Linked DNA regions of Mus musculus: region 1 is linked to region 2. The links are chromatin contacts, called in public promoter capture Hi-C maps. All regions are on one chromosome and are shown on one strand. The core of a region is the stretch at or near the end of the contact, and the rest is flanking DNA. Distances in the headings are between cores, read along the strand shown. Region 1 holds the start of Vwf (Von Willebrand factor). Region 2 holds the start of Ltbr (lymphotoxin B receptor).

What was found. Capture Hi-C pulls out chosen DNA fragments and counts their contacts.
Region 1: a contact with region 2 is called in a promoter capture Hi-C map of adipose tissue. The contact joins the promoter of Vwf here to the promoter of Ltbr in region 2. A contact is called at or near these places in 4 of 39 promoter capture datasets (cranial neural crest, hematopoietic stem and progenitor cells, hippocampal neurons and 1 more), 2 of 115 datasets of contacts at active chromatin or transcription factors (embryonic stem cells and pancreatic cancer cells) and 3 of 9 other capture datasets (adipose tissue, liver and macrophages).

What each region holds. Positions count from the first base shown.
Region 1 is chr6:125,550,715-125,556,892 of GRCm38.p6, forward strand. Vwf (Von Willebrand factor) reads left to right here and starts at 2,234. Exons shown (of 52, transcript NM_011708.4): 1 at 2,234-2,485; 2 at 3,739-3,793; 3 at 4,636-4,800. The coding sequence starts at 3,739.
Region 2 is chr6:125,308,787-125,315,393 of GRCm38.p6, forward strand. It overlaps Ltbr (lymphotoxin B receptor), which reads right to left and starts at 5,099. Exons shown (of 10, transcript NM_010736.4): 1 at 4,804-5,099; 2 at 4,604-4,700; 3 at 4,208-4,333; 4 at 3,966-4,124; 5 at 3,484-3,580; 6 at 3,257-3,336; 7 at 673-780; 8 at 408-433. The coding sequence starts at 4,899. It also overlaps a transcript of Scnn1a not described here.

The DNA of each region.
Region 1 (6,178 bases), core at 984-3,483, 240 kb after region 2:
CTGTGTTTTTCCAGCATTTTGAAAGGCCAGAAGAGGATGTCAGATCCCTCTGAACTGGAGTTAATAGACAGTTATGAACGACCATGTGGGTGCTGGGAGTGAAACCTGGTCCCCTGGACGGTCAGCCAGTGTTCTTAACCACTGAGCCATTTCTCCAGGCCCCAGGAGGAAGGACATCCTGATGAGATGCCTGTGCCCCTCCCTTTGGTTGTCATGCTATTGAGACAGTTCCAAAGACACTGGAGTTTGCCCAGGGATCTTATGCTGGAGAAGGTAAAGTGGGAAGCTGGAGGAGGAATTTTGAAATAGATTTTACATAGTTCCAACAACTTGTAAGACCAACTCTTCAGGAGAGTGGAGCCAAGAAAAAGTAGAGGAATAAGGGGAGAGACTACACCTTGACCAGTACTGCCTACACACACACACACACACACACACACACACACCTCCTGCCCTCTGTTTAAGCCTAATTTTATGTCAGTACTTCAAGTATGGTTTAGGTGGGGGAGGGGGGGGTCACTGGGTCTCCTTGTTCTCTTCCCTCTGTGGCCGCATGAATAAATCTTCCTCTGTATTGTGTTACCATGTGCCTTTTAATTTGGCCCATTGATGATGGGTGGCCAAGGCTAGATTACTAGGCTTCTAGACTCTGCCCCTAAGGACTCTGGTAACAGAAATGTTAAGGGCTAATCTTGCCTCTTTCATTCTTTTTCTTTCCTGGCAACACTGGCCTTCCTACCCTGGCTGGTTGTGCTGGCTAGGTTTTTTGTTTTTGTTTGTTTGTTTGTTTGTTTTTAACTTGATACAAGCTAAAGACATCTGAGAGGAGGGGACCTCAATTAAGAAAATGCTTCCACAATTTGAGTCTGTGTACAGCCTGTAGGACATTTTCTTAATTAGTGGTTGATGGGGGAGGGCCCAGCTCATCGGAAATGGTGCTGAACTGGTGGTCCTGCAAGAAAGCATTGTGAGAAAGCCTGTATGCAGAACCCTTCCATGGCCTCTGCATCAGTTCCTGCCTCCACATTTCTGTCTTGTTCCTGTCCTGACTTCCTTTGGTGATAAACTGTGATACAGAAGCCAAATAAACACTTTCCTCCCCAACGTGCTTGTTGGTCACGGTGATGGTGTTTCATTGCAGCAATAGAAACCTTAACTAAGACAGTGGAAACGGGAACGGGAGAGTGTGAGGTGTGTGTGAAGGGGGCATAGCAGTTCTTCAGAGGCTTGGCGGAATGGTGTAGTGAGAAGCAGTGAAGTAGGCCACTCCTAGACACTCTGCGGGGGCTGCCCAGCTGAGTGCCGGCAATCCCACAGACAAGGTCCTGCCTCACTTCGCTTTCCTACATTGTACCTGGTTTCTTTTTGAACAGGAATTAGTGTGTCCCATCTGGCTGAGACCTGGGCTTTTGGGAATAGGAGGTTGGGAGGCAGGGGCAGAGAGAGTATGTGTGTGCAGATTTACGCTAGTGTGCGTGGAGGTGTGGTGGGAACTCGGGGATGTAGCTCAGTGGAAGATTGTTTATCACGTGCAGGTCTTGGGTTCTATGCCTTAGCAAAGAGCAGGTGTGTACGTGTGAGTCTTTGAAGGGGGAGTATTAGAATGGAACCATCATTTCCACCCCCACTCCCCCAGTTCCCAAAGACTTAGACTGTGACCAGTGCTTTCATTTTTGTTGCTGTTTGTTTTGAGAGAGGCTCTCTCTCTCTCTCTCTAGTCCTTGCTGTCCTGGAGCTTGCTAAGTAGACCAGGCTGGCTCAAACCTCATAGAGACCTTCCTGCCTCTGTCTCCAGGCATGTGCTACCATGTACATAAAACACTGGCTAAGATACAAACAGGCTAGGTTTTTGTGAGGTCTAGCCTGGACGGTTCATACCTGTGGGTGACGGGGCAGGAAGTGCTAACATACTTCTTCCTCTCACCTTGCTGCTAAGTTGGCTAGGTTAGAAGAGTTTTTCAAAACCTCTGGAAATTGGAACCAGAAGCCACGTTGATGTAAGCCTGGTTCTCTCTCCTAGCCTGGACCAGGCTGTCATGGGAAACCTACTGTCCCTGGTCCTGGCTGCCTAAAGGGGCACTCAGGGTGTCTCGGGGACCAAACTGAGCTGTGGTGGTGTTTGGGGAGCAGATTCCAGGAGCTCTCCCTCCTGGCTTTTCAAGCCTTATCAGCCTGGAAGGGCTCGACTACTGCTTCCTGCCATTGTTTCCCGCTGGTAATTAAGAGAAGGCCAGGGCTCTGTGGTGGCAACTTGGAGCTATTGCAGGCAGAGGAATGGGCTGGGGCACAGCTTGGGTTTTCTCTCCCTGGCTCTGAGGACTTTGAAGCCCCTGGACAACTTGACAGCAGGTCGGCTCAGAGTCTGAGCAGATCCATCCAGCAGTTGCGCAGGAAAATGGCTTAGGAGTGAGAGGTGGCACCACTGAGTAGCGGCTGGGTTTCCTCAAGGGACCTTGGAGATACAGCCCCTGTTTGTATGGGCAAGGTATGATGGTTTTGGATGGAGATCTGGCTTAGCTGAGGGGTGGGGGAAGGTACAGGGCTGATCCCTGCCCCTGAGGATCTGGCTGCGGATCCTATAACAGAAGGGATTTGTCTGGAGGAGTGATTCAAAGCTACCTGGATCCTATGGTCCCTCTGCTGTTGCTGCTGGGTCCTGCTTTTCTTTCTGAAGAGGCTTTCTGGCCTGGCAGAATTGTATTCAGATGAGATTGGTAGGTCCCTTCCTTCCCTTCTTGAGTATGTGCTTGGAGCCCCTGATATACCTGTGTGCTGGGAGGGCAGTGGAGAGGGACACTTGCTTTGTGACCCAGTCTTGGCCATGTCCGGTTCACACTCATAAGAGGCTGGATTTACCCCTCTTCATTCGTCTGAATGGGCATTATGTAAGAAGGGTTGTACCCACTATGCCCTAGGTGGCACCTTCTGTATGTCCTGTAACATTCTCCAGAAGAGAGGGGTGGCAGCAGGGGCTTTGAGAGTCGCGGGGTGGGTGAGTGTGCTTAGCCAGCCAGGATTGAGTGGGCAGTGGGGTGAGGCACATTGTAAAGAAATGTTCTCAGGTCCAGGGCTGTTAAATTCCTGTCCCCTTGTCAAGGCCATTCAGCAAACATTTACAGAGCATTCCTGGGTGCTGAGTATCCTTGCAGGTCCCAGGGATGTTGGTGAGAAGGACAGTCCCTGCTCTAAAGGTACTCACGGTCCAGGGCAGGTGACTAACAAGTTCTCAGTGGTGGCCTTGACTGGTCTCTGAGTCTGGGTTCTGATGGCAACAACAAAAGCCAGCCCCTTCTCCTAGTTGGTTGCTATGTGTGATGGTGGAATGGCACCTTTGTTCCAGATGCTGCAGGACTGTGGGGTCATGGGATGCTAGGCTAACATCAAGGGCAGGAGAATAGAACCAGAACTTTCCCACCCCATGGTACCATTGTCTGGAGAAGGTCTCGGCAGTGTGGCTCACTGGGATTGTCACTCTTAAGCCTGGCTCTGCTGTGGGAGGGTTTTGGGGACTAGTTCTCCACGTTTAAAGGAGGCATGGGGGGCAGTGAGAATCCTTATTCTTAGTCTCATTCTCCTCCTCCTTCTATTATTATTATTACTATTATTATTATTATTATTATTATTGGCTTAAGAAAATGTTCCCTCAATGGACACATGCATTGATGGTAGCTTGTCCTTGCCACCTCTCTGGACGGTGAGAACCAGCTCATTTCCTTTTTATTTTATTTTATTTTGCAGATGAACCCTTTCAGGTATGAGATCTGCCTGCTTGTTCTGGCCCTCACCTGGCCAGGTAGGTACAAAACATTTTCTTTCCTTACCTTCTCCCAGGACACTGGGAACACCTCCTTCCAGGGCTCAGTACATGTGTCTGGAACTCACCTGTGCTCCATCTGTGTTAGACTTGTGACTTTAGGAGTCACTGGTCAACTCCTGTGACAGCTATGCAGAACCTTGTTTCTGATTTACATCCCCTCTAAACTGGATATCTGAAGGAACTTGGTAGCACAGGATTGTACCATGTGATGGGAGCACAGGGCAGGACAGACGGCATCCCAGTCTTGGAGACAGCACTTGTTTTCATGTGGTCATTTGGCTGAATCTCTCAATGTAGATGAGGAGACTGCTGGTCAGAGAAGAGACACTACTGCACGAGAGTCACACAGAGCCAAAGTCCAAGGACAGTTCTCTGGGTTCTAGGCCACCCCCTTGTCACCTCACTGCTTGTCCCACCTTAACCTCTCTCACTGAAATGCCAGCCATGCCCTTTGACTGGTGAAGCAGAGCAATGAACAAAGCAACTGTGGGAGCACCAACTCGTTACTGCCCATGGGGTGGGGGGCACAGATGACTCTACCATCTCTATACTCTGAATTCTTCTGTGTTCTCTAAGTTTTCTATACCAGGCATCATCGCATAAGGCAGGACGTGTCACTAAGATGAATCTATGTCCTGGAAGATTGTTTCTCCATTATTACCATGAGTCTGGGGTCATGCTCAGAGGCAAGGGGCCTCACTTAAAATGGAAAGCTCTTCCTTGCTTCTATTTTCATTCTGTTGCAGCCTGGCTTCTGTGGGGTCAGAGAACTTTGGGATGATGGTCCCATTATGCTCACCCGTGGCTTCTTCCTTCAGGGACCCTCTGCACAGAAAAGCCCCGTGACAGGCCGTCGACGGCCCGATGCAGCCTCTTTGGGGACGACTTCATCAACACGTTTGATGAGACCATGTACAGCTTTGCAGGGGGCTGCAGTTATCTCCTGGCTGGGGACTGCCAGAAACGTTCCTTCTCCATTCTCGGTGAGTCCTGGGTACCCGAGGCAGGATCCCAGAGCAGGGGCAGCTGAGATGGGGGACGGTTCCAACGCTCAGGACCTGAGATTCGAGGTCACTTCTGAGAATGTGGAGGGCAGTGGTCTCCCCATGACACCTTCCCTTGAAGATGGTGGCCTTCCCATGACACCTTCCCTTAGGGCAACAGCCTTTCTGTGACACCTTCTCAAAGTCTGGTGTGAGGACATCTGTGTTACGTTACTGATTGTGTCCATTGCTGTGGGTCCAGGCAACATCCCAGGAGTTCAATATTATAGAGAAAGAAGATGGCGTAGAAGAGCTTTGGGACACGTGGAATTCAGAATTAAGAGCTTGGATACCTCCTAACTTACCGACAGGAGCTGATAGTCCACCTGTGTTGTCTTCGCATCCTCACCGCAGCTGTGGGATGCAGGCACAATCATTCTTGTTTACAAATGAGAAACTGTATCCAGAGAAGGCCGTCTTTAGTCGTGCTGTGGGCCCAGGCATGTGTTAAGCTGTTTGTAAGCTGCCTGTGGCCATGGCTGTGAGATTCCCCACTCCTCACATTCAGCGTGACCCACACTGGTTCTAAAATGGAGGTTCTTCTGCCTTGGCCTTTTGAGTGTTGGGGTAATAGATATGACCAACTCTCCTGGCTTCCTCCCGCTTCTGGAATGCTCTTTGTTCTGGCAACTTAACACAAGCTAGAGTCATCAGAAAGAAGGGAGCCTCAATTGAGAGAATGCTTCTGTAAGATCAGGCTGTAGGCAAGTCTGTTGGACATTTTCTTAATTAGTGATTGACTGTGCTAGTGATTAATTAGCGACGTGCTAGTGATAGCACAGCCCATTGTGGGTGGTGTTATCTCTGGACCGGTGGCCCTGGGTTCTATGAGAAAGCAGACTGAGCAAGCCATGAGGTACCAGCCAGTAAGCAGCACCTCTCCAGAGACCTCCTTGTTTGAGCTCAACAATGAACAGTGAGATGGAGATGTAAGCCAAATAGTCACCTTTCTCCTCAGCTTGCTTTTTGGTCCTCGTGCTTTATCGCAGCAATAGAAACGCTAACTAAGACACTTTCTTAGGCTGTTCTCCCACCAGCTCTCCTGCCTCGGTTAGCAAATCAGTCGCTTTCCCATCATCTTCCCTGTTCTCTGGCAGCCCCACAAGGGCAAGGACAGTATCTTGTTTTTCGTTGTTTTATGTTGTTTATGTGGGGTCTCTCAATAAGGAGTGGAAAAGGATCCGTGAAACCTGGAACTATGCTGTATTAAAGCAGGGGTTCTCAACCTGTGGGGCGCTACCCTTTCAAGGAATCACCTAGGACCATCAGAAAACACAAATATTTATATTACGATTCATAACAGTAGCAAAATTACAGT
Region 2 (6,607 bases), core at 3,849-6,348:
ACTGAATTGCACTAAACAGCCCGGGCTAGCCCTAAACTCATGGTGAGCCTTCTGTCTCAGCCTCCCAAGTGCTTGGATTACAGGACTGAGCCACCACCCTGGGCACTCCCTGCCCCCTCCCCGCATGGCACTGGCAATGGAGTCCAGATACATGCTAGCTAAGGGCTCTAAGATTCCCGGCCTTGGCACTGTATTCTTTTCTTGTTCTGCTCGCTCGTGTGCAAACCCCAGGGCAGGAGGCACTTTCTCAGGCTGTACGTCTGGCGCCTAGAACGGGGGTGGGGGTGGGGGTGGGGGCTGGACCGCGGCACACTCGGCAACCAATCAGAGGAATGAATGGAAGCTAAGTGGGCCTTCCCTGACCTCACAGCCCCGCCCCTCCTGGATGTCTTCTTCCATTCCTTTACCTCTGGGTGCCGCTTGAGCAGAGTACCTAAAATGAAAAACAGAATGGGTTGAGAGAGGCCTGCGGTTCCCAACCTTCTAACTTCTATCCTGACACCATGTGGGGCTGCCAACCCTAGTGTCCCAGCGGAGGATGATAGAGTTACCCTTAACCCTAGGATCAGAGAGAATGGTGTCAGGTAGGGAGGGTTTGCCCTTGAACATCCCTCCAGTCAACCACCACCTCCTTGTGGGGATTGGAGGGCGGGGATGGCGGCTCCTTCTTACCCAGCTTTCTGCAGAGAGACGGGTGCCTCATCCAGGCACAGGCCAGGACAGTGGTGAAGAGCAGAAAGAGGACCAGCGACAGCAGGATGGCCAGCAGTAGCATTGCTCCTGCCAGGACAGCAGACAGACAGATGGCACCAAAGGACAAGGGGGAGGAGCTCCTCTCAGAAGTCCCTCTTTTGGAGCCCTGTCCCTTGGACTGGGGACAAAGGGCTGAGCTGGTCTTGGGAAAGATCTTTTGACCACACGAGAGACTCTGTCCTGAGTGTTGGTGTCTAGATCTCTGGAAGTCAGTGGGTGAGCAGTGAGTGGGAAGCTGGCTTTCAATGCTGGAAATTGGTGAAAGGCGGGGGTGGGGTGTGGGGTGGCAGGGGAGGGGAGGTGGTACTTGGGCCTAAGGGGAGAGCCCCATGTCCGTGACCTGGCTATCTTACAGAGGGGCCACTGGGCCTGAGATTGCCTCTCTGTGCCTGTGAGAACTTGATTCAGTTCCGAGCCTGGCCTACGGCACTCAGGGAGAGTAGGAGTTGCAAACTGCTCACCCCCTTGCTCATAACAGGGCAAAGACAGAGGCAGAGAGATGGGAGTTTGGGTCCCTAAGCTTGCCCCTGGTGATTCGACCACACTTGTGGCCTAAGGAAATACAGAATGCAGGGCATGGAGAGAAACTGGACCAGGTGTCTGGACTCCTAGGTCCCTGTCTTTTTTTGTTTGTTTGTTTTGGTTTTTTGAGACAGGGTTTCTCTGTATAGGCCTGGCTGTCCTGGAACTCACTTTGTAGACCAGGCTGGCCTCAAACTCAGAAATCTGCCTGCCTCTGCCTCCCGAGTGCTGGGATTAAAGGCGTGCGCCACCATGCCCGGCTAGGTCCCTGTCTTTAAGTCAGTTCACCTATCCAAGCATCAGTTCGTCATACATAAAACAAGCAGGCTAACAGACTTTTAAATCCTAGCTCTGATACTCCAGTGATATTTGATGCATAGTTGATTTTGGATGCATAGCTGAAAGTTTCTGAGAGAGGATGGGAAAATATTTATGACACATTGTTAACTAGTCTATAAGGGAATATATTATATAATATATACTAGTTATATGTTATAGTCTATAAGGGAATATACTAGTATATAAGGGAATGTGTGTGTGTGTGTGTGTGTGTGTGTGTGTGTGTGTGTGTGTGTAAGGGAAGCTTGTATATCATCTCAGTGGTTCAGCATCTACTGCCAATTTCTCCTTATCAAAAAAGTCAAGTATAAAACACTTCTATCACCCCACTTTTAGTCTAGAAGATTATATGAATAGAAATGCACGGGGAATGTGTTGGAAGGGATAGACCAAGGTAGTAAGAGTGGAAATGTTCTATGTTCAGTGGGGGAATTTTAGCTGAATTTTCATTCATTCCCTCTTTCTCTCCTCCTTCTCTCAGAGACAGGGTCTTATGCAGCCCAGCCTGGGTCCTGGCTACACCTCCCAAATGTAGGGGTGACAGGCGTGTGCTTCCACAACTGGTGTGAAGGCTTAGGACATTTTATAGCTTGTGTACCTTATAAATGAGCCCCAAGTAAGGAAGACCTAGATATAGACAGTAATAACGTGATTTACACACACACACATACAGACACACACACACACACACACACATACACAAACACACACACATATACACACATACATACACACACATACACACACACATACATACACACACACACACACACACACACACACACACACACACACGTGATCTCCAGCAAGTCATTTAACATCTCAGCTTTCTCCCCCCATCAGTGAGAATGAATAATCCCAGTTTATAGAATCATTAGGCAGCTTAAGTGGAATCACTGAGAGGTTCAGAGTTGTTCTCAGGATGTGGAAGCTATAATTACAAAAGTCTGGTCACTCAAAAATGTTACTACATTCTGCCAATTAGTAGCGATTAGAGTCATCAGAAGAACTTATAGTCAACCACCAGGCTGGGAAACTAGTGGGTTTCCTCGAAGACAGAAACCAAGAAACAAGAAAACCTAGAAAGAGCCCAGTGGGGGAGCATGTCTCCAACAGATGTGTGTAAGTGAACAACGAGGTATTCAATTAGTGAAGGAAGGCTATGACGGAATCGCATCCAAGCATAGTGATGAAGCCGGTTAGAATTACGTCACAGCACAGGAATGTTTCCTGGCATAATATGTATAATTTTGAAAGTGTAAGAAAAGAGTCTAGGGATGTTCTAATCTCCAGGCCCTCTATGGAGACAGGCTCACTCTGTAGCCAAGGCTAGCCTCAAACTCTTGATTCTTCTGCCGCAGCCTTTCAAGCGCTGGGGATTACAAGGGTGCACCACCACACCTGCCTTTCCAAGTTTTCGTTTTTTTTCTTTTGGTCCAAACTCAGGGTCTTATGTATCCCAAGCAAGCGTTCTAACCATGGAACTACACGCTACCTCCTTCTGATTTCTTCAGAAGAAATGTTTCTGACTTTGTCTAACCCTGGGAAGAAAGATGCACTGTTCCCTGTTTCTGTGGATGAGGGGGGCTGAGGCATCTTCCCAGACCGACCCTGCCTTGTGTTCCTCAGCCCGGTGTCTTACCTGGCTCTGGGGGATTTTTACAGATGGTATCCGAGTAGGAGGTACCTGGAGCTGCCTCCACCAGGCCCTGGATCTCACATCTGTGGAGAAACAAGACTGTGAGCTTCTCCCTGCTCCCCTTGGTGACTGGCTCCAGGAACACATGGTCGGGATGGCCGGAAGTCAAGGATGGAGGAGATGACAACCCTTGGGTTTCCTGGAGGTGAGTGGGGGAAGGGCCCTCTCACCTGGTATGGGGTTGACAGCGGGCTCGAGGGGAGGAAGTGTTCTGGAAGTGTCCCGGCTTACAGGGGACACAGTTGACGTCAGTATCCATAATTTCATCTGGCAAAAGAAAGGCAGGCCAGTGGGGGTGAGTGGGTAAGTGTGAGGACTCGGTGGCCTTCCTTTACGTCCCCTCTTTGCCAACCATTCTGCTCTGTAGTTGCTACCTTTCCCAAGCTTGGCTTTGCAGCCTGCCGTTTTGCCCAAGCTTCCCCAGGGCTGACAGGAGGGAGCTACCTTCTAAGCTCCTCATACCAGTTCATGTCTTGGCAGACCCCCTCCTGTGAGCCTTTTTCAAGGACTGATAGATTCTTTATGGTTCTCCCAGTGGGCAGAGGTACCACACTCACAGTACCAGTGGGGAGAAGCACCATGCGCACAGTATCACGTTCCTTGCCCTTGATGCCCAGCCTCCCTTTACTGGCTGCCCTCAGTGACCTCTGACCTGTGACCTCGGCTTCTGTGCCAGGCTGGCAGAGTACAAGCCGCTCCTCCTCACAGTGCACACACTCATTGTCCAGATACACACAGGACATCCCCGGCTGACAGCGGCACTCGGCTTTCCGATCGCTGGTGCAAGGGGCAACCTCCTCAAAGCCCAGCACTGTCAGGGAGAGGGAAGAGTCAGAGAGGAGCTGGCCCTCCCAGTCGTACCCATCATGCAGATCCAGATGAGTCCCCACTTACCAATGTCACAGGGGCGGCACAGCTGGCAGGTGGAGAGATGGTTCCAGTGTTCATTATAGGAATTATGGGGGCAAGTCTTGCAAACCGTGTCTTGGCTGCGGCTGCATACCGCAAAGACAAACTCGCCTATGAGGCGAATGGGGAAAGAGGGTTATCAGGAGACAAGAAGTCCATCTCTGCGTCCGCTGCCTCTGCTTGCTGCATGCCTCGGAGCCTCTCCTTGGTCTCTTTGTCCCCATCCTGTCTTCATGGCTACATGCCGCTACCTCTTCAAATCTCAGTGTCCGTGGGACAATGCTAATGCTTCGTAGACTCTCCTTCCTGGCTAGTTTTAGCAGTGCTGGCTCATTCTGGCTCACCTCTACCACCCAAGCCACTTGGAGCCACTGTTCTCACCTGGGGGACAGCGGGAGCAGCAGACGTCGTGCATGGGCTCGTAGTATTCCTTGTCCTGGTCCCAGCAAGTCTGGTTTTCTATGCGATAAGGGGGCACCTTCCAGAGGAGGCGGAGAAAGAGAAGAATGAGGCAGGGTCAGCTCTGGAGGGCAGAAGGGCTAGAGAGAAACCTGGTCCATCCCACCTAGCCCCTCCCTCACCAGCTGGGGCTGAGAGGCCACCAGAAGCCCGCTGAGTCCCAGCAGGAGTGGCCCCCAGGCCAGGCCGCAGGGAGAGGAGGCCCGGGGCAGGCGCATGGCGGCCTTTCGGCTCGGCTGACCAGACCGGGTGGAGTCCTAGGAGGAAGGTGGGAAGCCCGGACGTCCTGAGCAGCGTTGGCCACGACTTCCCAAGCCTGGCGGCTGGGCCGACGTGCCCCCGGGGGCCGGGAGCGGCCGGGCCTGGCCTCCAGGGCTCCAGCGCCGGGCTCAGGAAGTGGGAGTGGAGCGAGCCGGCCGGGGGCGGGGGCAGGGAGCCCTGGGAGCAGAGGCCGGCCTGTCGCAATCGCGACGGGGGGGGGGAAGAGGAACAGGCTTGGCCGCCTCGACGCAGGGCGGGAGGGGGTGGCCGGGAAAGCACGTGAGAGCTGCAGGCCCGGAACCCGGCCTCCACCTTTCTTCGGAAGCCTGGCTCTCAGAGGGGATTGCGGATTAGGATCGCTTGCTGGCCGAAAGGGGGGCAGCAGAGACAGTGGCTAGCCATCAGTCAGGCCCACCTCCGAGAGCCCGAGGCAGAGCTGACTTGGTTGACCTGCCGTGGACGTTGAGGCAGAGAGCTGTGGACAGCTGGGTGTCAGATTTGCAAAGAGGAGGCGCCAGGGATTGACAGTGCACCCAGCCAGGATACCCAGAGGTGGTTAGCAGATGCAGCCAGCGTCTGGCCAGGCATCCCACTTGGCAGAGACTGAGGGCCTGCTCCACTCTGTGACTTTTTAAAAAGAAGCTTCCACAGTAACAAGCCCACCCACGCCACACACCAGGGCGCACACCACAAGACACTGGAGAGAGTTCAGCTGGCCCTGAATCTGTCCTCTCCTCTGGGACCTCTCTCACGGAAGGGTGGGCGTGTGTAAACCCAGGTCCTGGTGAGTGGGGGCTTCTGGGCTGGGGCTGGGTAGCCTAGTTCCAGCGTGTGTGCACATAAGCCTATAACTCTCTTAAACCGAGGGACCTGAGAGCCCAGCCAGTGTAGGTACCTTACTTTCTAGAGAAGACCTGCCCAGGGTGCCAGGCAGCGGTGCACAGGGTTCCAAGATCGTTAAGCCTGGTGGGCCTTTTCTTCCTGCCATTAATAGCCCAGAGCTGCTGGAAGTATGTGACACCCCTTTTTCCCACGTCTACTGATTCCCAACCCCCCCCCCCAGCCCCCTTCACACACACACCCCTCTAAATTTCTATTAAGAAAACAGCCATGGAGCCCCCAAGGAACCCTAATGTCTGCCCTGTGCTCCTTACTAGGCTATTGGCTGGCCCGTGGCCTGGTTTGGCTATTTAGTCTAGGCTCACGGAGTCTAGCATGATCTGGCTTATGCCACTGGCCAGGTACATATTCGTTGTGTAAATGAAGGCTGTCCACACCGCTTAGCCACTCTGGAAGAACTTAACTGCAGTCCAGATCTGATTTTCAGATCCCAGCCCATGGCAACATCTGTCCTGCCTCCCTTGTGACTCGGGGGTGGGGGGTGGGGTTGGACTCTCATTTGGAATGAGGGAAAGCCTTCTCTTGCAATAGCTCACCTGAGAACTGACCTTTTCCATGGTGGATCAGATATCCAGACAGGCTTTCGGTGGAGCCTCGAAATGCTGGCAAGGGATTGAGTTTTAGAGAAGACCTGGGGAGAGGGGGGAACAGAGCGGGGCGGGGTGGGGGGGAACTTGCCTGGGCTTTTTTTTTTTAAGTGTATACTTTTTTTAAAAAAAAGATTTATTTATTATTATATGTAAGTACACTGTAGCTATCATCAGA